Linked DNA regions of Mus musculus: regions 1, 2, 3, 4, 5 and 6 are each linked to region 7. Evidence: chromatin contacts called from public HiCAR-type, HiChIP or PLAC-seq and promoter capture Hi-C data. All regions are on one chromosome and are shown on one strand. Each heading gives the region's core, a stretch centred on a gene start, on an enhancer-like site or on the middle of the called end of the contact. The rest is flanking DNA. Distances are from core to core; before and after follow the strand shown. Region 1 holds the start of Zfr (zinc finger RNA binding protein). Region 2 holds the start of Mtmr12 (myotubularin related protein 12). Region 3 holds the start of Npr3 (natriuretic peptide receptor 3). Region 4 overlaps Zfr (zinc finger RNA binding protein). Region 5 overlaps Mtmr12 (myotubularin related protein 12). Region 6 has its middle 45 kb from the start of Gm52210. Region 7 holds the start of 6030458C11Rik (RIKEN cDNA 6030458C11 gene).

The links. Promoter capture Hi-C pulls out the DNA fragments that hold promoters and counts their contacts. HiCAR-type assays count read pairs that join an accessible place to other places. HiChIP or PLAC-seq counts read pairs in DNA pulled down with a chosen protein or histone mark.
Region 1: a promoter capture Hi-C map of pre-B cells shows a contact between it and region 7, with 4 times the contacts expected there. The contact joins the promoter of Zfr here to the promoter of 6030458C11Rik in region 7. A contact is called at or near these places in 14 of 39 promoter capture datasets (3T3-L1-derived adipocytes, the C10 cell line, the HPC-7 cell line and 8 more), 2 of 484 Hi-C or Micro-C datasets (embryonic stem cells and erythroblasts), 11 of 115 datasets of contacts at active chromatin or transcription factors (astrocytes, bone marrow-derived macrophages, effector CD8 T cells and 7 more) and 3 of 9 other capture datasets (adipose tissue, embryonic stem cells and liver).
Region 2: an H3K4me3 HiChIP or PLAC-seq map of bone marrow-derived macrophages shows a contact between it and region 7, with 11 times the contacts expected there. The contact joins the promoter of Mtmr12 here to the promoter of 6030458C11Rik in region 7. A contact is called at or near these places in 22 of 39 promoter capture datasets (the 3T3-L1 cell line, 3T3-L1-derived adipocytes, the C10 cell line and 14 more), 1 of 15 datasets of contacts at CTCF or cohesin (the NIH/3T3 cell line), 5 of 484 Hi-C or Micro-C datasets (the G1E-ER4 cell line, cortical glia, extraembryonic endoderm stem cells and 2 more), 20 of 115 datasets of contacts at active chromatin or transcription factors (astrocytes, bone marrow-derived macrophages, craniofacial prominence and 14 more) and 4 of 9 other capture datasets (adipose tissue, embryonic stem cells, liver and 1 more).
Region 3: a contact with region 7 is called in a HiCAR-type map of astrocytes, with 4 times the contacts expected there. The contact joins the promoter of Npr3 here to the promoter of 6030458C11Rik in region 7.
Region 4: an H3K27ac HiChIP or PLAC-seq map of embryonic stem cells shows a contact between it and region 7, with 4 times the contacts expected there. The contact joins the enhancer-like site here to the promoter of 6030458C11Rik in region 7. A contact is called at or near these places in 18 of 39 promoter capture datasets (the 3T3-L1 cell line, 3T3-L1-derived adipocytes, the C10 cell line and 12 more), 3 of 484 Hi-C or Micro-C datasets (embryonic stem cells and nephron progenitors), 17 of 115 datasets of contacts at active chromatin or transcription factors (the 230-238 cell line, the NIH/3T3 cell line, the SCID.adh cell line and 9 more) and 2 of 9 other capture datasets (adipose tissue and liver).
Region 5: an H3K27ac HiChIP or PLAC-seq map of embryonic stem cells shows a contact between it and region 7, with 4 times the contacts expected there. The contact joins the enhancer-like site here to the promoter of 6030458C11Rik in region 7. A contact is called at or near these places in 10 of 39 promoter capture datasets (the C10 cell line, the HPC-7 cell line, cranial neural crest and 6 more), 1 of 484 Hi-C or Micro-C datasets (the MNK3 cell line), 8 of 115 datasets of contacts at active chromatin or transcription factors (bone marrow-derived macrophages, embryonic forebrain, embryonic limb bud and 3 more) and 3 of 9 other capture datasets (adipose tissue, embryonic stem cells and liver).
Region 6: a contact with region 7 is called in an H3K27ac HiChIP or PLAC-seq map of embryonic stem cells, with 5 times the contacts expected there. The contact joins the enhancer-like site here to the promoter of 6030458C11Rik in region 7. A contact is called at or near these places in 9 of 39 promoter capture datasets (the C10 cell line, the HPC-7 cell line, HPC-7-derived erythroid cells and 4 more), 1 of 484 Hi-C or Micro-C datasets (embryonic stem cells), 8 of 115 datasets of contacts at active chromatin or transcription factors (astrocytes, bone marrow-derived macrophages, embryonic forebrain and 3 more) and 3 of 9 other capture datasets (adipose tissue, embryonic stem cells and liver).

The regions. Positions count from the first base shown.
Region 1 is chr15:12,116,460-12,119,271 of GRCm38.p6, reverse strand. It overlaps Zfr (zinc finger RNA binding protein), which reads right to left and starts at 1,421. Exons shown (of 20, transcript NM_011767.2): 1 at 1,325-1,421; 2 at 934-1,033. The coding sequence starts at 1,361.
Region 2 is chr15:12,203,497-12,206,405 of GRCm38.p6, reverse strand. Mtmr12 (myotubularin related protein 12) reads right to left here and starts at 1,378. Exons shown (of 16, transcript NM_172958.4): 1 at 1,127-1,378. The coding sequence starts at 1,207.
Region 3 is chr15:11,904,226-11,907,187 of GRCm38.p6, reverse strand. It overlaps Npr3 (natriuretic peptide receptor 3), which reads left to right and starts at 1,514. Exons shown (of 8, transcript NM_008728.2): 1 at 1,514-2,302. The coding sequence starts at 1,549. It overlaps Gm5144 (predicted gene 5144), which reads right to left and starts at 663. Exons shown (of 2, transcript NR_131059.1): 1 at 200-663; 2 at 1-78.
Region 4 is chr15:12,146,174-12,149,132 of GRCm38.p6, reverse strand. Zfr (zinc finger RNA binding protein) reads right to left here. Exons shown (of 20, transcript NM_011767.2): 6 at 2,737-2,959. Among named protein-coding and RNA genes, the nearest start is that of Mir1898, 24 kb to the left of the region's middle. Within about 2 kb of position 1,487, at least 4 of the 459 cell types and tissues checked have an H3K27ac peak or open chromatin away from gene starts, as enhancers often do. A contact at or near this core is called in embryonic stem cells, where this site is marked.
Region 5 is chr15:12,228,949-12,232,170 of GRCm38.p6, reverse strand. It overlaps Mtmr12 (myotubularin related protein 12), which reads right to left. Exons shown (of 16, transcript NM_172958.4): 2 at 1,837-1,897. Among named protein-coding and RNA genes, the nearest start is that of Mtmr12, 26 kb to the right of the region's middle. Within about 2 kb of position 1,375, at least 117 of the 459 cell types and tissues checked have an H3K27ac peak or open chromatin away from gene starts, as enhancers often do. A contact at or near this core is called in the MNK3 cell line, adipose tissue and embryonic stem cells, where this site is marked.
Region 6 is chr15:12,273,741-12,276,940 of GRCm38.p6, reverse strand. No RefSeq gene overlaps it. Among named protein-coding and RNA genes, the nearest start is that of Gm52210, 45 kb to the left of the region's middle. Within about 2 kb of position 1,635, at least 14 of the 459 cell types and tissues checked have an H3K27ac peak or open chromatin away from gene starts, as enhancers often do. A contact at or near this core is called in embryonic stem cells, where this site is marked.
Region 7 is chr15:12,823,060-12,826,066 of GRCm38.p6, reverse strand. It overlaps 6030458C11Rik (RIKEN cDNA 6030458C11 gene), which reads left to right and starts at 1,410. Exons shown (of 9, transcript NM_029998.3): 1 at 1,410-1,600; 2 at 2,361-2,506. The coding sequence starts at 1,520. It overlaps Drosha (drosha, ribonuclease type III), which reads right to left and starts at 1,252. Exons shown (of 35, transcript NM_026799.3): 1 at 1,129-1,252; 2 at 1-2.

The DNA.
Region 1 (2,812 bases), core at 172-2,671, 710 kb after region 7:
AGATGTATAAGGAATTACAGCTACTTTAGCAATGACAGCTATCTGGAGGTAGAGGATTCATCCCAGGCACCACAACTACTCGGTATACAGTCACTGGCATTTTCTTTTTCCCCGGGCGGGGCGAGGGGCAGGGGGGAAGACCTCAAAGGAGAACCACCGGTCCACTTGGAGCCGTCCTCAATGGCTCCAAAGGCTACACACGCATCATCTACCCTAGGAACTTCGCACATCTTTTTCGGTCTAACAGCTAAACGATTCACAGGTGGTTGGCATATTAACATCTCCGCGAGCAAGAAAACCCAAAGGGAATGAGATGGAGGCGATGACGCTGGCAAAGTGGCAGTTAATCTGAGGGGCTGGGGGCAGGGGGGTGGTTGGTGGCGTCGGGGACCCAGGGCCAAGGGAAGGTACCGACAAAGACCTGCTGTGTGATCTGGGCTCCGGGGGCGTCGCGGTAGAGGCCGCTGACTCCGCACTCCGCGCGAGGCCCCTCGGCTCACTCTCTCTCCATTCCCCGAGCCAAAGGGAAGATAAGAGGTGGGGGGGTGACAGGGTGGAGGCGGGGACCCGGGAAGCCGAGGGGCCGCAGCGGGCGGCTCGGCTCCGCTCCAAGGCCGCGGGAGGCCATTTTACCTCCGGGGCCGTCCAAGGCCCTCCACGTCCCCAACCCCTCCGCAGTCATCCCTCCCCCGTCTCGGCCCCTCCGGGGGCCGCTGTCCGCCGGAGCCGGAGGCCGAGTGCGACACGGCAGGGAAGGGCGGGTGTGGGGAGGGTGCGGGGGGCTCCCGGCCGCGCCTGCCGCGGGGACCCGGGCTCTCGGGGCGGTGCGGCGGGGGCGGGGGCGGATGCGGCCGCGGGGCCGGAGCGTCGGCGGGAGCCGGACCGCGGGGCGCGGAGGGAAGAGGAAAAAGGGAGAAGGCGGGGAGCCGTTACCTATACTGGGCCGCAGCCGCCGCCGCCGCCGCCCCGCTGTGGGTGAATCCAAAGTAGTTGCCGGTCGCCATTTTGGCATCTTCCCCCAGCCGGCTGGGCACTGCGGCGGGCACGGAGAGTCAGGTCCCATGGCGGGAGGGCAGCCGTCAAGGGGTCGGGGTGCCGAGGGATGGCAAGGGAGAGAAAAGGGGCCGTGAGAAGCCGCCCTGGCCGGCGGGGACCGCGGCCGCGCCGCCGTCCGCCTCCCTCCCCGCACTCCCTCACTCACTCGCACGCCCGGGTGGCGGCCGCCGCCTCCTCCCCGGAGCTGGCCCCAACCCCCGCGCCTACCCGCCGCCCAGGGCCGGGGCAGGGCATGGCAGAGGCCTCCACGGGCCACATTTAGACTCACCATAGGTGAAAGAAACTACAGGGCATATGGGAATCATGGGCTCGGGCTGCTGCTGCTGAACTCTGAACTCTCACCCGCTGCCTCCCTCCTCTGCCCCACTCCTCCTCAGCGGAGAACAGACCGCCGCCGCCGGCCGCACCGCGCAAGCGCGCTAGTGCGATGCATCCTGGGAGATGTAGTCCTTACGCCCCGCGCCAACCCCCCCACCCCCCACCCGGGGGCTGGCGCAGGGCCCCCCGAGGAGCGGATTTCTGGGGTGCGGATGTGGGGTTCTCTCGTGGGACTACGGGCCCGGCCTTATCCTAAGCGATGGTGACTCGCACCCGCTGCAGGGAGGCTACAAGGCGGAGGAAGAGCGCCTCGCTCGGCCGCGGGGGAGTCGGGCAGCGTGACCAGATAGCGTGACGTCTGTTGGCCTTTTCGCCGCCTTACTTTTTCACCGGTTTCCTTTACTTTTGCGGCTGCGTTTGTTCTCTCTTTCAGCCCTCCTCTCTCCTTTAATTTCCATTAACATTTGAGCTGGCCTAATTCCTGTTGCTTGTCACTGGCCTTTGGAAAGGGGAGGAGACAACGATGGGGGGGAAAAGAGCAGAGGAAGTGCTGCACCAAGCATCTGCCCAGAACCCTGCCTGTCACAGGGGTCACACATTTTGCCAAGACCCCGCCCCACCTCACAGACAAGGAGCCTTTCAGGGTCATGTTGGCGGCCCCCAACAAGGTGTTGGGCGTTGTAGATGCCAGAAACGAAACGTGACATGTTGTAGGAGCAAAACAAAATCCCTGTTCACATGGAATTTTTGTTCTGGGAAGTCTTATGACACACTAGAGCCAAAAACATAGAAAATGTGGTGGGTGGGACTGGAGTATTAGGAATAAAAACAGGACAATGAAGATAAGGGGAGTTCGGGCGGTTAGGGCAAGCCCTGGAATAGAGACCTGACAGAAGCAAGAAAACCACCCAGGTAGCTACCTGGAGGAAGGGCAGTGGAGAAGTCTATAGAGTATCAAGGAAGTCACTCTGGCTAGAACTGAGTGCGGGGATGACCAGTTCAAATGTCTTTGTGAGAGTCTTAGATTTCCTGGGTAGAGGGGCATACACCTATAAATCCCATCATTGGAGAGGCTGAGACAGGAGGATTTCCCAGAGTTCTAGACCTGCCTACACTACAGAGGGAGACAGTGTTTCAAAATAGAAACTACCCACCTATTCACTCCTTACCTGAGCTTCAAAAGAGTGCCAGGTCTCCCTGGGTCAGGATCAATACTTTATAAATAGTTCTTTACTGCATGCAACTGTGTCTTCATTACAGATGCTTTAGTGTTATCTCTGTATTGTCTCAGGCCATTTTCAGTCACACCTCCCCCACCTCCACCCCCCCCCCCCCCGCCCATTTCTTTTCTACTGCTAGGGATGGAGCTGAGATGACCTGAGCTAGCGATCGTTCTCTCTCTCTCTCTCTCTCTCTCTCTCTCTCTCTCTCTTCTCTC
Region 2 (2,909 bases), core at 129-2,628, 620 kb after region 7:
GACATTTGGAGGCAGTAAATTTGGTAGAGCATCTACCTGCACACAGACAGATTGCAGAAGCTAGGCATGGTCGTACTACCTTGAGTTCTAGCATTCGGGAGGCAGAGGCAAGCAGAGCTCTGTGACTTCGAGGCCAGACTGCTCTACATAGTGAGTTCCAGCACAGCCAGGCTACATAATCGAGAGACAAACAAACAAAATTGCAAAAGCAGGGAAAAAAAAAACCGCACACAACTTTCACAAATCGAAAATGAGAAGGAGTCTACTAAAAGGTAAGGAACGACTGCTCCAGAAGTCTTCAACATGCTCTAGTTCTGATCTCTTCAATGTCCTCCTCATTCACGGAACTCCAGAACTGGCAGCCTTCCCTGGGGCCGTCCAGGACTCCTTACCTAGACCTAACGTCCTCTAACGTCCTGACTGAAATACCACCTTTGCAAGAATGAAAGGATTCCTTGTCCCCACCATCTTCTAAGTACTATACAATTAATAATCGCATATCGTTGACTGTTTGTTTCTTTTTACATAAGCTCCCAAGGAGCTCGATCTTTGTTCTGTTCACTGATACTTAGCACAAGCTTTCCAGGATCGTACCTGGCACACAGTAGGAGCGCAGAAAGTATTTCCCGAGTGAATGCACTTCTCGACTAGAATTGCAGTTTGGAAGGGGGGAGATGAAATGGGAAGAAGCGGGAGGAGGATGCTCTGGGCAGACACCGAAAGAGGCCAAGGCCGACCCACATACAGCAGCGCGGACGCAAAGCAGTGCACCACCCGCGACAGAGACGAACTCTCAGGACTCGCGGAGAAAAGTCCCGGGCAGAGCACACACACCGGGCTGCGGGCTGCCGGGGGAACCCCGTCGGGTTCCCGACCACGCAAGCTTTCTCTTCCCTTCCCGGATACCTGGGGCGCCGGAGCCGCCGGACCTCCCGGGCTCCGGCTCCCGCCCACAGGCGCGGTGGCGAGCGACAGGGCCCTGCCCCAGCACCTGCCCGGCCTGCCGCAGGGGTCCGGGCCGCGGCCAGCCCGGGAGGCCCCAGAGCGCCCCGCCCGGCACCCCGGCAGGAAGCGCCCCTGCCCCGGCCGCTCCACCCGCCGCCGCGCTCGCCCGGCGCACTCTCACCTCAGGGCGTACGTACGACACGAAGGAGGGCTTGGGCGCCTTGGTGCCGCCGCCACCGCCGACTCCCCCTTTCCCCAGCATCCCGCCGCCTTGCGAAGCAACGAAGCCGAAGCGCGGCGACAGCAGAGGCGGCGGCTCCGGCTCAGGTTCCGGCAGCGGCGGCGGCCACCAGCACCAGCGGCCGGGGCTCCGCCCATCCCTAGGGCCGCGGCGGCGGCAGCAGTACCGCCCGCATCCGGCTCCGCCGCTGACACCGTTCGCTCCGCCCAGGCCACGCGCCCCGCCTAGCGACCGTGGGACACGCCCACCGCCGCTCGCTCTGCTCCGGCTGAGGTCCCGCCCACAGCATGGGACTGGCCACGCCCACCCCTTGTTGGCCGAGGTATTTGCTCTAGCCAATGCGGAGAGCGTTCTCTCCGGGCTTCCCCACGATTGGCTAGCGAGAATGTCGCCATTTGCCCAATGGTCCTGCCGTCGCTAAGTTGTTGCGGGCAAGTCGTTCTACCCATTTTGCTTCTTTTACTGGCCAGCAGCTTTGAAATTCAGCTTGCTGAACAGAATGCCTCCGCAGAAGCTTCAAAACCACACCGACGACGTTCAGACTTTAGACGAATGAAGAGAGACAGAGCGGATAGGAACTGACTAAAGTGACGTAAAATGTTGTGTTCAACTTCAAACTTCTTTTGTTTGTCGCTTGGTTTCTAACTGGTAAGATATCAAAAGCCCTTAAGACTTATCTGCTCTCCCAAGTTATCGACAAACCTCTCATATTAAGCCAAGATAGCAAATAAAACACACACACACACACACACACACACACACACACTATTCATTTCTATTCATTTGAATTCCACCTTTGGGGCACTTGCCTCGCGTGAGCAAGACCAAATTGAATTCTCCCTGTGGAGCATTGTGTTAGAAGAATAAGATACGATGCAGCTCACCCGAAGTTGTTCCATCTACTGTGAAAAGCCAATAAACATTTGCAGTTAATTTTTCAAGTGTCAGGCACCTTGCTATGCCTTAGTCTGACCAACTGCACCACCCCCTTGTATTTCTTTTAAAATTCCCAACTAAGTACTACAAGTGACACGGAAGGGTGGTTAGTGCACACCTGCTATTCCAGCACCTGGAAGGCCAGACAGAAAGATAGTGAATTTGTGGCCAGCTCGGACTACTTAGGAAGTCCCCAGGCAACCTAGATCACAAATAAGACCTTCCTCTCAAAACCTAGCAATTAACTGTGCTTTTCCACGTTGGTTCCCAGGAAGGAGAGGTGACCTCTCTGATTCCGATATGCCAGACAGATTCTGTTGCTTTTGTTTCCAGGATCTGACCCAACCCATAAACAGAAATGCTGGCTTTTGATAGAAATTCACCAAGCAAATGTCCCTTTCTGCCGGCCGTCAAGCTAACGTTAAGTGTTACTAGATCACCCTGATCTTTAACATCTGCTGAAGGTCAAGCCCTGTTGTAATACGACTCTGAAAACTTGACACTGTCTCTGGGTCTGTACACTTCCCAGGAATGGGAGCCAACAAAAGAAACGTTTTAAATACCAAAAAACCAGCTGGTTTGCCACCCTCTTCTGATTGTGTCCGTCCCCCTCCCCCATGTGATACTGTGAGGAAGAAGTGGACTTGGAGATTATTGAGCCTTGAAGGAATGCCCTTATGAGATCAGAGGGTTCTGGCTAACCCTCCCCCATTGAGAGAACTCAGCAAGAATGTGTCACCATTCTGGGCTGGAGAGTTGGCTCAGTGGTTAAGAGCATTGATGGCTC
Region 3 (2,962 bases), core at 265-2,764, 920 kb after region 7:
GCTGTGGTAGCTGTGACCAGTGGAAAGACTGGGTCTACCGGGCAGGACCTTTCTGGGCATCCTAGACTATCGGGCATCCTGGAACAGAAGCGCTGGGGTTGGCAGACTGCTTTTTAGGTACTTAAAGATTCTCTGGGGGAAGATCTGGGGGGCCGGGAAGCGGGAGTCCCTTTTAGTTGCCTGGTTTAGCAAATAGTACCTTAGGGTGATGCTTTTCAAGCTCCGCGACACTTCCTGGAGCGGAATCATTTATCCAACATCGGAAGCAACAAGTTTCGCTTTTCTGGTCTCAGTGACCCCGCGGAGGGGCTGCGCACTGGGACACGGTGACGCTGCGCCCACTGTGATTCTAGCGTGTCCCAGCAGCCCAGAGGGAGGAGGGCACCCACGCCGGGTGGGGGAAGGAGCGGTGCGACACCGTGCAGGCCAGATGGGCTTACCAGCTCTGCAAATGAATTTTCCTGCACCAGGACCTTGTTCCTTGTTCCCCGACCTTGCTCCAGGGACCAGAAAGGTCAGGTGCGGGACAGGACTGGGCGCACCCAGACAGAACGTGGCCAGATCAAGAAAAGAGGTGAGAGTCTATGGAGTTTTGCAAGGAAGCCACCAATTTGGAGAAACATTTCCCCTTCGTTTTTGCAGTGTGTGTGTATGAGTGTGTGCTTTGTGTATGTGCGCGCACTCATTTCTTTCAAACATATATACACTTTTTTTTTTTTTTTTTTTTTTAATCCTGGGGTTGGAGAAAGCGGAGCCAGGGAGAGGCGGGGACCTTAGAGTAACGCTGTGCCGCGAGGTCTCCCGCGGGTGTAGACGTGGGCGGTTGCGGCTTTGGGCCAAATCTGAGCACCGGCAACTAGTGGGGCTTAGGGACCCGGCAACCGCGAGTAGGCCAGGGGTGCGGGGAGGAGCCCTGATGTAAGAATGTTAATGAGAGGCTCCCCCAGCCCAGCCCCCACCCCGCCCCACCCCCACCCACCCCACCCGTTGCAGAGACAAGCCCGGCCTCGGCGCGCCATGTGTGGTAACGCGCTGCGCCGCTGCCACGCTATTTAAACCCCGGCTATGGATCCAGAAAGCCGCGCGAATCAATGGGATCAAACGCGAAGGAGGTGCACCGTCAATTACAAGCACTTGGACAAGTTTAACTTTTTTTTTTCTTTTACAAATAAGGCCTTCAAACGCAACCTTAGCAACGCCCAAATAAGAAGCCACCTCTAAGCCAAATAGCCTATGTGCAAAGGGAGGGAGAATATATATATTGATAATAAGTCTATATGTATATTACAGACGCACAGGTTTACATTCTGTGAACTTTTTTCTTTCTTTCTTTGCTTTAAAATTTTTTTTTTTATTTTTTAAACCTAGGGACATTGTAGAGGAATCTTCCTATCTTTTGGCGAGTTACTGAAGGGGGTATTCTGTTTTCTTGGAGCGCCCAAGGGGGCGCAGGGACAGAGGAAAGAAAAGAGCTGGGAGGAAAAGGGCAGGGTGGGTGGGGGGCAGAGGGCGAGCCGGCGGCCAGGGCGAGCGCTTGCTGGCAACACGATGCGGTCCTTGCTGCTGTTCACTTTCTCGGCGTGCGTGCTGCTGGCCCGGGTGCTGCTGGCTGGCGGCGCGAGCAGCGGCGCCGGGGACACCCGGCCAGGCAGCAGGCGCCGGGCGAGAGAGGCGCTGGCGGCTCAAAAGATCGAGGTGCTTGTTCTATTGCCCCGGGACGATTCGTACTTGTTCTCGCTGGCCCGGGTGAGGCCGGCCATCGAGTACGCGCTGCGTAGCGTGGAGGGCAATGGCACCGGGAGGAAGCTGCTGCCGCCAGGCACTCGCTTCCAGGTGGCCTACGAAGACTCGGACTGCGGCAACCGCGCGCTCTTCAGTCTTGTGGACCGCGTGGCGGCGGCGCGCGGCGCCAAGCCGGATCTCATCCTGGGGCCCGTGTGCGAGTACGCGGCGGCGCCGGTGGCTCGGCTGGCGTCTCACTGGGACCTGCCGATGCTGTCCGCAGGAGCGCTGGCCGCCGGTTTCCAGCACAAGGACACGGAATACTCGCACCTCACGCGCGTGGCGCCTGCCTACGCCAAGATGGGAGAGATGATGCTCGCTCTGTTTCGCCACCACCACTGGAGCCGTGCAGCCCTGGTCTACAGCGACGACAAACTCGAGAGGAACTGTTATTTCACCCTCGAGGGGGTCCACGAGGTTTTTCAGGAGGAGGGGTTGCACACGTCTGCCTACAATTTCGACGAGACCAAAGACTTGGACCTGGACGACATAGTGCGCTACATCCAAGGCAGCGAGCGAGGTGAGCGGGAGCGGGACCAGGGGGGTCCTTGGCTCTGACTCAGCGGTTCTCAGTGGCTCTCCCCCAAACCCCACCAAGTCAATCTTCTGCAGACCCCACCCTTCCCCGTAACCCAAGGACCCGTGGAGGTCGCGCGGGGGCTTGTCCAAGTGTGAGCTGCCTGATCCAGGGACGGGTGGAGGATAGCCCATCGCGGTGGAAGGGGTGTGCCTACACAGTCTCGGGGAGGTGGATCTGGCCAGTCGAGGGAACGTCTGAGCCGCTTGCTAGCGCCATCCCAGGTATGACAGGTGTGGCTAAACACCAAGGGTTTTCCCCCTCTTCGACAGCTCCGGAGTCCCGTGAGTTCCAGGAATTCCCTACTCTGTCCATTGCAGTCGCGCGCCCCCTGGCAGGGCCACAGCGTCTGGGGACGCCCCAGCAGTCTCGCAGCTTCTTGACTAGCTGGGGGTTGGGACGCATCTCCTGGCTCCCCTGGCTGCTCTTTCCACTGACCCTAGGTCTCTTTTTAAAGCCTTCCTTTTAGATTCCTTCCATGCCCTTTCTAGTGTCTTACAAGCTTCGATACAAGCACCAGAAGTGCGTCGCCGTGTCTGAATTCAGGCGACTCTCACTTCCCCCGGGAGCTTTGGGCTTCGAAGCCTCTGAAAGCGCGCGCAG
Region 4 (2,959 bases), core at 238-2,737, 680 kb after region 7:
GTAATAGTATACTTACTGTCTCAAAATAAATTAAATAAAATAAAAGGGGAGAGAATGAGGAAAGCATGGATGAGATCTGCTATTTTCAAAGCACTTAAGAACAGGGGAGATTGTATGGATGATCTGTAATTCTCTGCAGGTTATTTAACAATAGTTTGCTATTTGGTACCAAGGACTGAATTCAGGGACTACATCTTTAACCTTCTAAGAACAATGTTCTTCAATATTCTATGTATGGGTACACATGCTTGAGTGTGTGTGTGCTGAAGAGTAAACAGAGCAAGCACAACCTATGTTTCTGTTTGAGAGGGTAGCCCAGCCTTTCTGTAGGCAAGGTTTTCCTGAGACCATCCAGGGAGTGAGTGCCTGGGATCTGACTATCCCTGCTTTCTGAATGAACACTAGGATTCTAAGCTCAGGCAACATGAGACATCTTTTACACATGACTTCTGGGGATCAAACTTGTGAAAGTCTGTTTGGAAAACATTACTGAGCTGTTTTGTTTTTAACCCAATAGCTTTGAATTACAAAAGTACTTTCATAAATAGACTATATATAAGATAAACTGCCCATAGTTTTAAGAACTTTTATTTTTTTTTTTTGCTTGTGTATAACACTGGACAGAAAATAATAACTTAAAAAAATCATTACACAAGTCTGATTATAGAATTAATCTGCAAAACTACTGCATGATAGTAGTTCTTTATAAAAAGTTATATTTATAAAATTTAAATTTGAAAATCTGAATGCACTTTAATATTTAATCTAGTTAAACAGATTGCTTAAGAATGAATACGAGTACATATATTTTAATACTAAGTAGGTGTCAATAATTCAGAAAACACCAAAAAAAAATATTGCAGGATTATGTATTAAAAACAAAATTAATCCGATAAATTAAAGAGTACATATAAGCCAAGCATAATGGCACACGCCTTTGATCCCAGCACCTGGGAGGAGAGGCAGGCAGATCTCTGTGAGTTTGAGGCCAGCCTGGTCTACATACACAGTGAGTTGGTGCTGTAGAGGGAAGATGAGCCAAGCACTACATAGTGAGACCCTGTGTCTGTCTGTCTTCTGTCTCAAAAGGGGGTGGAGAGATATACTGGTAGAATAGAGCTGGAAACAGAAATATGTGAAGAGTTAAATTTGACCTACTCTCCCCAAATATGCTTTTTATATGCCAAGCTGCTAAAATTTTTTTTTAAAGAAAGATTTATTTATTATTATATCTAAGTACACTGTAGCTGTCTTCAGATGCATCAGAAGAGGGCGTCAGATCTCATTATGGATGATTGTGAGCCACCATGTGGTTGCTGGGATTTGAACTCAGGACCATCAGAAGAACAGTCAGTGCTTTTAACCACTGAGCCATCTCTCCAGCCCTAAAATTTCAGAAAACAAATCAAAAGCATTCATGCCTGATACCCTCAGAGGGAAGAGGCACCACACCCCTGGAACTGTGGTTAAGTGAGTTAGCACAAAGCTCTGGAAACCCAACCCAAGGCTTCTATAAGATCAAGTGCTCTTAACCACTGAGCCATCCCTCTAGCCAATTCTTATGTAAATTCCTACATAACATTTTTTAAGACAGGCTCTTGTTTTGCAGTCTAGGCTGACCGTGTGAAATCTTCCTACTTTTGCTGTACAAGTTGTTGGGATTACAAGTGTACGCCCCCATACTTGACAAAACAGGGCTCTCTTAATAGTCAAAAGAGGTGGAGTTTAGAAAGGGATGAATTCATTAACAGACCCATGCTTTAAAACAAACATTTTAAGGTATAGCTGGTAGAACCATGACAAGAAAAAAATAATAAAGGACTCATATTTGTCATAGGTTGATCTTCTTTTAGGTGAGTAGAAGAAAACAGGGTCTCTCACCAAAGCTGGCCTAAAACTAACTATATAGCCAAGGACAACAATAAACGTTTCTACCTCTCAGTACTGGGATTACAGGCGTGCAGCAACTACCATGTCTGATTCTGTAGTTGTGGGGATGGGTCTACGGCTCAGAACAGAGGCAAGCACTTCACTGACTGCCTTGTATCCCCAGCACGGGAGGTCATCTTTCTTAACTTTTCTCATTTCCAATGTTCCCAGTCCCCTTGTGGAGAGAGCTATAGAAGTTACATTCTATAAAACATGTACAAAATAGACTCATTAGAAATACAATCAAAATTTATAATTGGAATTTTAAAAATCTTTTAAAGTTTTATATAAAAAGCAAAGGAGGCACCCTAGAATGGGTGGAGGGCTCAATTTCCTTATTTTTCAAACATTTATAGCCACTTTTACAGTTTTCCTGATTATTGCTTTTGTGTTTCAACACAAACGACTTTCAAAGAAATGTTTAGTGAAATACAGCCATCTCTCAGTGTCTGCAGGAAATTGTTGCAAAATCCAAGCACACTCAAGTTCTTTAAATAAAATAGCAAAATTATTGCACATAATCTATTTCACCTGCATACATTAAAATCTATAGATTATTTGTAATACCTGTTGTAAATCTTACTGAACAGTTTTACTGTTCAGTTTAGAAAGTAATAGGGAAAAAAAGTGTAGGTACTCCACACCAATGTAGTTTTCCACATGCACATTTTTGATTTATGGGTGAGCTGCTGAGTGTAGAATACACAGATGTGAATGTGCTTTGTAGGCACAGGAGTTAGAATATCAACCCTACTCAATTATGAAAAATAACCACGGAGACTCATGGTAAATACACAATATAAGTACCTGTGGTCCAGCACAGCTGATCTTACAAACATCACAATAATGAATCTGGGGTGGTTTGGGAGGCTGTTTTGGTTTCAGTTGTTTATTTTGGAATGGTGTTTTTTTAGTAAAGGTGGTCCCTGTCCAGGCAGCTGTTGCTGCTGCAGCAGCAGCTGCTGCTGCTGCTTGCTTCTGTTGTTGCTGCTGCTGTTGGTAGTAGGAAGACGCAGCTGAATATACGGCT
Region 5 (3,222 bases), core at 126-2,625, 590 kb after region 7:
GGGGTGAGGTGGGGTGGGGAGTGACTCTCCTCGTTCAGTGTTTCCTCTCAATGGGCCACCTTCCATTGAGACCCTCCCGTGCTCCACCTGTAGGCACCCACCCACAGGAGAAACTACAGCTCCTGAAGACAGACTCTACAGCCAAAACACACTAGGGCTGAGAGCAGCCTCTGCTCCATGGAAGCAGAGAAATTCTGCTGGTGTTTGCGTAAGGATAGGAAAGGACATGCAGAAGTGGAGAGAAAACTTTACAACAAAAACAAAGGAATTTTCTTGTCACCCAGCAGACAACCATCATTCCCACGGGATCTCCCTCTGGCTTTCTTCACTTTTGAATTCACTTGTTGGCTAAAAATTCATTTAATCTAGCTTTCAAAAAGAAGATGAAGACTAAGCTTTCAGCCTCTCAGACTCTTTCCTCTTTGCATTCAAGCAGGCGGTATCTGCAGCTCAAGCACTGTGGAAACCCCTGAAGATGGCGCTGTTATTCGGTCAGCCTCCAGAGAGACCAGTGTTTGAAGAAAACAATCAAGTTGGGGCCGGTTTGGGGCTTAAGACAGTCCCAGGAAAAGTACCTTAGTTATGGTCAAGGTGAAAGGTAAGTGGATAAGGCTTCTTGTGCCTCATCTTACAGTCACACACTGGAGCTGGGGAACCAGTGTGCAGCGGCTACCACAGCACATCTGCTGAGACCTTCTGCAACACGGCATGCAGCACTTGCTGTCTGACCACCTTGTCCAGACCAGACACCGACACGCAGCTGGGGTCTGAAAGGCTTTTTAGGCTAAGGGACTGGGAAGTTACCTGTCTTATAAGAGGCTGCTATAAGGTGGAAAAATATACTTAACATCAAGTCAAAAATAGAGGTTAATTTCAGAATCTATAATTCCAAGGAGGGGGAAAAACCTTAGGAGAGATGAATAAAAGTTGAGACCATCATTAAAGAAAAAGGCCTTTGAAATTTTAAACCATGATTTAAATGTCTAAAAGAAAAGTCAGGCATCCTTGTTACAGAAAAATACACATTACAAGAAAAACAAGGACAGCATGCACACCTGTGAACCCAGTATTCTGGAGGCAGAGGCAGGAGGGCCACAAATCCCAAGCCAGCCTGCGAAATTCCAAACCTAGTTTCAAAATAAACAAAACACTTAGAAAAAGAAATGATTTTGGACTGGGAAAAAAATGGGACAAAGTATACCAGAGGCAAGACTTTCCACATAAGAGGGAGCTACACCATCCAGAAGTCTCTGTTCTTGAACTCAGAAGCAATTAAAATTTCATATGAGCGTTAGCCACTCTCCTCTGTCTCAAAAACAGTCAACCAATCCAGGCTCCTTCATAATGAATGACTCAGAGCAAAGCCCCGGTGCCTCAACATCTCGGGTGCCCGTGCTGAACTCCACCAGCAGACACACAGGTGCGCTTCCCCGCCCCTGCCCCGTGCTGGGAGCCCCAGCCAGCTGTGATCTCTGAGAGCAGCAAGAGAGCATGCAGGCCATGGGATCCTCCCAGGGCATGGGACGTTCTGCATTGGAGACCAGGAAAAAAACGCATGATGCCAAAAAGGCCCCACTGCATTGTGAAAGGAGTGAGAATTTCCCATTATTACCATCAGGTTGGAGGAAAGGGAAACAAGGAAAATTCTTTCCAAATGCTGTAACCCCAGAGCCAGGTGTGTAGCTACTGAAGACCTTGACATCTTGGTTACGATACATCATTACTGTTATGTGCAAGAGGATGAAAACAAAGGCGTTTATATATAGCAACACTAGGGATGATGTCATCTATCTCTGGCCTCAAGCTATATGTGAGACTTGATAACATGGCCGTTACCTGGCAACAAGTGAAGAGTGACTTCCTTCTCTGTTACTTCCTTTTCATCTGTGTGAATTTCCTAAAAATAAATAAGTAAACAAATAAATACCAGAGCAAAAGATTTTCTTTCTTTAAGGGCTCAAAATAACAATGAAGGCATGCTTTCAGAATACACATCAAACTATGACATACACTCTGGAACTTTTAGTTAACAAGCTATTGATTTTACAGTTCTTTATCGAGTGTGTATACACACAAGCACAAGCACAGTGGGAGTGTGTAGGTCAGAGGACAACGGCTGGAGGCTGGATTTCTCTTCCCACCATATAAGTTCCAATGATCAAACAGGTCTTTAGGCTTGGTAGCAAATACATTTATCCAGTAACTAGCCTTTAACGAGGTACTTTTAAAATACATGTTCAGGGCGCTGGAGCTGTGGTTTAACATGCATAAAGCCCTAGATTTAATCCCCACATCAAAAACCAAACCAAACAAACAAGCAAAAAGAGAATGTGGAGAGACGACTCCTTTGGTAAAGTGCTTACAGCACAGGCATGAGGACGCGGCGGCCCTTCTGCAGCACACACGCACCTGCAATCCCAGTGCTGAGGAGAGATGGGAGGATCCCTGAGGCTTACTGGCTAGCCAGTCTACCCAGACATGTAAGCCTGGGCTCAGTAAGGCGGTCTCAAAAAAATAACATGAAAGACAACTAAAGAAGACACCCAGTGGGGCTGGAGAGATGGCTCAGCGGTTAAGAGCACTGACTGCTCTTCCAAAGGTCCTGAGTTCAATTCCCAGCAACCACATGGTAGCTCACAGCCATCTGTAACGAGAACTGACGCCCTCTTCTGGTGTGTCTGAAGACAGCTACAGTGTACTTACTTACATATAATAAATAAATCTTTTTTTTATTTTTTGGTTTTTTGAGACATGGTTTCTCTGTGTATCCCTTGCTGTCCTGGAACTCACTCTGTAGACCAGGCTGCCCTCAAACTCAGAAATTCACCTGCCTCTGCCTCCCGAGTGCTGGGATTAAAGGTGTGCACCACCACTCCTGGCTATAATAAATAAATCTTAGAGAGAGAGAGAGAGAGAGAGAGAGAGAGAGAGAAGACAAAGACGAAGGCAAAGAAAAAGAAAACGACGACAACGAAGAAGACACCCAGTGTCAATTTGTGGCTTCCACAGGCACACACATGCACATGTGCCTGCATGTGTACCACAGGCTGTGGTAGAACATGCCAGTAACCCCTGCACTCAGGAGGTGGGAGCAGGAGGATCACCTTGTTCAAGGTCATTCTTGTCTATTTCACAAACATGAGGCCAGCTTGGGCTATATGAGACTCTGTCTTAAAAAATAAAACAGTGGGGCTGGATGGTTCAGTGGTAAAAGCACTGGCT
Region 6 (3,200 bases), core at 386-2,885, 550 kb after region 7:
GATATGACACCCTCACACAGACATATGTGCAGGCAAAACACCAATGTACATTTAAAAAGTTAATATTTAAAAAAAAAAAAAGACCTGGAGAGATAGCTCAGCTGTTAAGAGCACTATCTGCTCTTCCTGAGGTCCTGAGTTCAAGTCCCAGCATCTGCATGGTGGCTCACAACCATCTGAAATGGGATCTGATGTCTTCTTCTGGTGTTCTGAAGAGAGTGACAGTGTACTCATATACATAAAATAAATCTTTCTTAGTTTTTTTTTTTTTGTTTTTTGTTTTTTTTTTGTTTGTTTGTTTTTCGAGACAGGGTTTCTCTGTGTAGCCCTGGCTGTCCTGGAACTCACTTTGTAGACACCGCTGGCCTCGAAGTCAGAAATCTGCCTGCCTCTGCCTCCCAAGTGCTGGAATTAAAGGCATTGCCACCACGCCCGGCTTTTTTTTTTTTTTTTTTGGTTTTTCAAAAATCTTTTTTAAAAAACTAAAAAAGAAAGGCTGACTTGGTGATATGAAAAGATAGCTCTCAAAGTCTGTTTATGAAATCAAAGATGTGCAGAAACCTGCATTGGGAACAGAATCCGTCATGCAGCTGGGCCCCCAAACAGAGCCAGCGGAGAACTCTCTTCACCAGAAATCTGACTGCTATATTAAAAATAATTTCTGTTGGAGACTGGGCAGATGAGAGACCAAGAACACTTTAAGAAAAGGCTCCTCTGTCCATGAGGATTGAGATCAAACAGCATCTTTAATGTCAGCCTTGACACATGCACAAAATGCTTTCTACCTTGAATAATAGCAATTCAGAGTTTGAATGGATACACACACACACACACACACACACACACACACACACACATGAAATCAAGCCAAAAAATGTGACTATGTTAAGACGAATCACTGAAAGTATATGGGGACATGACAAGAGGGGACCAGAGGAGGAAAAGGTTGAGAACTGTAGTCTAGACAGCAGAAGATAAGCCGAGAGACCAAGAGAATAGAGAAAAGGGGCTGGGGGAGGGGACAACATTCCTTCCTCAACTTCCAAATGACCACCCACATCGACCACTTTCCTCTTTTCTGAATTCCATCATATCCTTCTGGGGTCAGGTAGCTTGGTAAGGCTGGGGCATCTCTTCTTCCTTAAATGACCAATATACTACTGTATGTATTTCCCCTCCTTTGTCTCCAATTATTTCTAGGAGGATTTAAACTTCTTCCTAAATTAGAAACTTCCCGAATACAAAACCTATAGCCAGGCATGGTGGTACATGCCTTTAATGCCAGAACTCCGGAGGCAGAGGTAGGGAGATCTCTGTGAGTTTGAGGCCAGCCTGGTCTACATAGTGAGTTCCAGGTCTGGGAGGGCTTCATAGTGAGACCCTGTCTCAAAAGAAACAAAGGAAATGCCTATCAAATAACACAAGCTTTAACCCGGCTTAGTTTTCCAACTGTCACAAAGTAACCACGGACCATCAGACAGCCATGGCCACTTGGTTACTTTTTCCCACTTCCCTTTTTCTCTTTCTTTTCACTTGCCAGAGATTGAATCCAGGAGCCTTGCAGTGCTAGCTGGGGTATCCTACCACTGAGTTACATCACAAGCCTCTGTGTTCTGTTGTTTTGATGTAAATTTAAGTACAATGAAACACCTGCCCACTCCCCCCAACTCCAGTCAAGGTTGTCCAAGGCTGCCCTGGTTTAGAGCTCAGAAATTTGCCTGCCTCTGCCTCCCAAGTGTTGGGATGATTAAAGGCATGCGCCACCACGCCCAGCCTATTTATTTATTATATGTAAGTACACTGTAGCTGTCTATCTTCAGAAGATGACATCAGATGTCATTGCAGATGGTTGTGAGCCACCATGTTGTTGCTGGGATTTGAACTCAGGACCTTCAGAAGAGCAGCCAGTGCTCTTAACGGCTGAGCCATCTCTCCAGCCCTACTGAGTCCTTTCTTATCCAGCCCTGTCTTCACCTGAATTCTTGGAAGCCTCAGCAGATTCACCTACAAACTGGATCAGTTTGGGCACAGGCTCTTTCATCCCTCTTGGTCAAACAATTGTAAAATCTATCAGGCTCCTGAGGGGTAAGCTGTGGCATGCCTGCATTCTTTCCCTACCCAGGAAAGGCATGCACTGTGCCTGTTTTGCTGGGGTATAGCAAGCACTGCACTCACGATGCTCACACTGCTGTGAAGGTTTTTTTTGGGGGGGGGGGGGTGTTGGTGTTGGTTTTTGTTGGAGGTGGTGGTGGTGGTTTTCAAAATAGGGTTTTTCTGTGTAGCCTTGGCTATCCTGGAACGCTAGACCAGGCTGTCCTCAAACTCTTAAGAGATCTGCCTCCTAAATGGTGGGATCAAAGCTGTGTGCTGCCATCTCCCGGCTGTGAAGAGGGGTTTTTGAATATACCTTCACTTAGGACTCAAAGGCAACAGCTTTTTGTTTTGTAAGACTATAAAGTTTATTTTTATAAGTGGCCAAAAGGCTCATAATTTCCACAACTATACACTTCATACTCTTTAATTACTGAAGACAAGACTATAATCTAAACCACAAAGTAGGCTACCAATGCCTGTTGTTAAAGCATTAAACCACCAATTGAACAAGATACTTTCCTCTTGAATATTTAAATACATGTAAATTGTATGCAAAACACTGGCTGCATTACCCAGGCCAGTCAGGCTTTCAATTTCACTGGTAAACACTAGGATACTTCTCTGGCAAATGGGAATCCAGGCAAACAGGACACTTCTCCTTTCCCTATCCTAGTATTTTTCAGGGTGGTGTATGGCCTTTAGCAAGGGTTGCTGGGAGATTCCTGATAGACCTATGAATTAGTGTCTTCGATGCTATTTATTACAAAGTACCTCCCCTCCTCCTCCCCCAAAAGGGGGGGAGGGATGGTTTATCTTGGCTCACAATTTGAAGGTACAGTCCTCCATGGCAGCAAGCCCATCAGGTGGCTGGACACGAGTGAGCAGTCAGACAGCAGGGATGGCTGGTGCTTAGCTGGCTTTCTCATTTTGTTTGGCCTAGGCTCCACCAGCTCAGGGACTACTATTGCCCAGGCTCAGGGTGTGCCCTCCATTTCAGTTAAACCTCTTAGGAAATGGCGGCACACACAAGCCCTTAAGTGTTGCCTATGTGTACATGTGCACGCGATTCCAGATGCTTGGCTCCAATCTGTCCTGCCCCAAGGATG
Region 7 (3,007 bases), core at 161-2,660:
CTCTGCACACAGTAAACCGCAGGCAAGTTTGACTCTCCCTCATTGTGCATGCCTCTAAGTCACTACAATTCCCTTCCACCGCTCCCCACAAATACGCGTTTTCAAAACCACCTGGGAGGTATACATTCACCGATTCCATCACTTACTGAGCCAGCACACGTGAGACGCTTTCCCAAGCTCTGTAGGCTCAAAGATTATAAGGCACACAAGCCTGCAGAGTTCAAGGATCGCAAAACCCATATACAAATGTTTATATAATAACAACAGTAATACGATGTCCCGAACACTATAAAAAGAAAAACGCGATGTGATAAATACAATAAAGTAAGGATGTAGAGAGTCCTGGAGAATAAAAAGGACTCTACTGAAGCTAGAGGTGGACAACAGTCAGGGAATTAACACCTCTCCACAGTGAGAAAACGGCACACTCCGTTAGAGAAGCTAGACAAAGGCCCTGGCAGTGGTGGCGCACGCCTTTAAACCCAGAACTTGGGAGGCAGAGGCAGGCGGATTTCTGAGTTCGAGGCCAGCCTGGTCTACACGGTGAGTTCTAGGACAGCCAGGGCTACACAGAGAAACCCTGTTTCAACACACACTCCCCTCCAAAAATAAAAGCTAGATACTGTACCACTGTACTATGGATGCGAAGTTCAAATCAATGAATTTAATGCAAGTGGGAAATACCTATTCTTGGGATGCCCTTTGAAAGCAGGGAAACCGAGGGCGCGATTCTGAACAGTTTACTCGTCCAGGACCGACGACACACAAGACTTGCAAGGTGTGCCTTTAAGTCACTGAAAACCCCGCACTTTCCCCAGGTTCAACCTGCAGCCCGGCCTCCTGCTGGATGAAGAGCACGTTGGCTGGTTTGCATCTCCCGCCAGCCTGCGAGGTTAAGTACGGGACTCCGGGACTCGCCTCCCCCCGCAAGCCGGGCGGCCCCGCGCCTGGACCACGGCTCGCGCTTCGCAAATAGATGAAAGGCTTCCTATCTACGGGATCTGTACCGGGTCGCTCTTTTCCCCCTGGCCGCAGAGCTGCCCCGAAGCCACCCAGACCCAACTCCCAGGATCGTTTAGGTCGATACTCGTTCTCTGAAAACCCATCAGGCGCCCCCCGTCTACCTACAGAGAGTCCCGGGGTCGCCGCCATCAAAGCCCAGCCTGGTTACTATAACACCCTCCACGGCTGAGGCGCCACCCACGCCTCCGGAACAGGAAGCCCCGGGAATTAAAAGGCAAACCGGAGAAATCCGGACCTGGGGAGGGAAAACTCTCCGGAGCGCGTCGCAGCACCTTTTGCACCGTGATTGGCGGATCAGCGAGAGTGACGGACGTATAGACCAATCGACATTGTCTACAGGTCTCACACTCGCCCTTCCACCGTGTCGTCCTCCAATCCGGAAGCGCAACCGGGTGAGCGCGCGTTTCCGCCGCGATCGTGCCTTGGGGGCGCGCGGCTTCGGGCAGCCGGGCTCCTCTCCCGCGTGTCCCGCGGCCTCCCTGAGACGCGCGGAGACATGAGTGACACCGGAGGCGACCGCGCGCGACTCAGGCGCTACACCAAGCTCCCGGTGTGGGTGGTGGAGGATCACCAGGAGGTGAGCGGGCGACACAAGCCACGGAGCCCTGGCAGGAGGGATTCGAACCCTAGCAGCCTGCAGAGGCTTGACCAGCACCTAACGCTGGCTGCAGCCTGTCCCCCACCACCACCAACGTCATCATCCCACGGTTTAACGAGAGGGTTAGCCAGGACCTGAGGGACCATAATCGTAGCTCGTGTCATATGAAGAGGAAAGCCTTCAGCGCTTATTAATGTACAACATGGCAGTGCAGTCGTAAAGTGGGTAGACTTCTGGAAGACGACCTAGCAAGTCTGGATTTGTTTATAGGACCCCTGGAGGGTCTCTGGATATAAAACAAAAGGGATCAAGAGTGAAGCTCTGCGATACACCCCTTCCCCCAGGAAAAGTGGGTTATTTACTGATGGAGAAAGTTAAAGGAGGAAAGAAAGAAGATCTCTGAGACAAACCCAACTTTGGGTTACTCTGTGCTTTTTAATTTGTTGGTAAACTTGGATGTATAGCATGTAGGAGGAAAAAGTCATCTAGTCCCACTTCACCATCCTAAAGGGACAGAAAATGCCCTAAAACTTAGAGTACCTGGAACACAGTTTAATGCTAGAGTGAGTGGTTGGAGATTATCATCAGAAACCATCTATGGTAAAGCTTTTTTTTTTTTTTTTTTTTTTTTTTTAATGTTCCCATGTTTGACCACTTGATGCACTTCAGGTTGGTGCAGTTTCTTGTTTTGTCTGCACTTGACAGTGTGCAGTTCTCACTGTGTGTGTCTGTATTACAGGTTCTGCCTTTCATATACCGGGCCATAGGTTCGAAGCATCTTCCTGACAGTAATATAAGTTTCTTACATTTGGACTCCCACCCAGACCTCCTTATCCCTGTGAACATGCCAGCAGACACTGTGTTTGATAAGGAAGCACTCTTTGGGTAATGTGACTTTTTTTTTAGTCATATTTTATGTATTTGAAATACAACATATAGCAGATGATAAACAAGAGATTTTGCTACACTCACATTTGCATTTTTTGTTTGTTTGCTTGCCTTTTAAATTTTTATTTAGAACATTTTTTTTTCTACCCACTAAAAGAGCCAAATAGGGATCAGGTGCGATGGCTGATCCCTGTGATCCCAGCCCTTGGAACGCTGAGGCAGGAGAATTACAGTTTGAGGAGAGCCAGGGCTACATTGAAGCCTATTTATGGTTAAGTGTTGTCAAGATGCTTGGCAGAGTCTAGAATTATCTGAGAAGTCGGTTGCAGGGCTTGCCTGTGGAGGATTATCTTGATTGGATTAATAGAGACCACTCCCTTGTGACCACCACTTGTGAGTTTTTGGGTCCATTCTTTTTCAAACCCCCACACATTCCTACCCTTGATAACTAATATCTTAGTGTACTGGTGGGTTTTGTGTGTCAACTTGACACAGGCT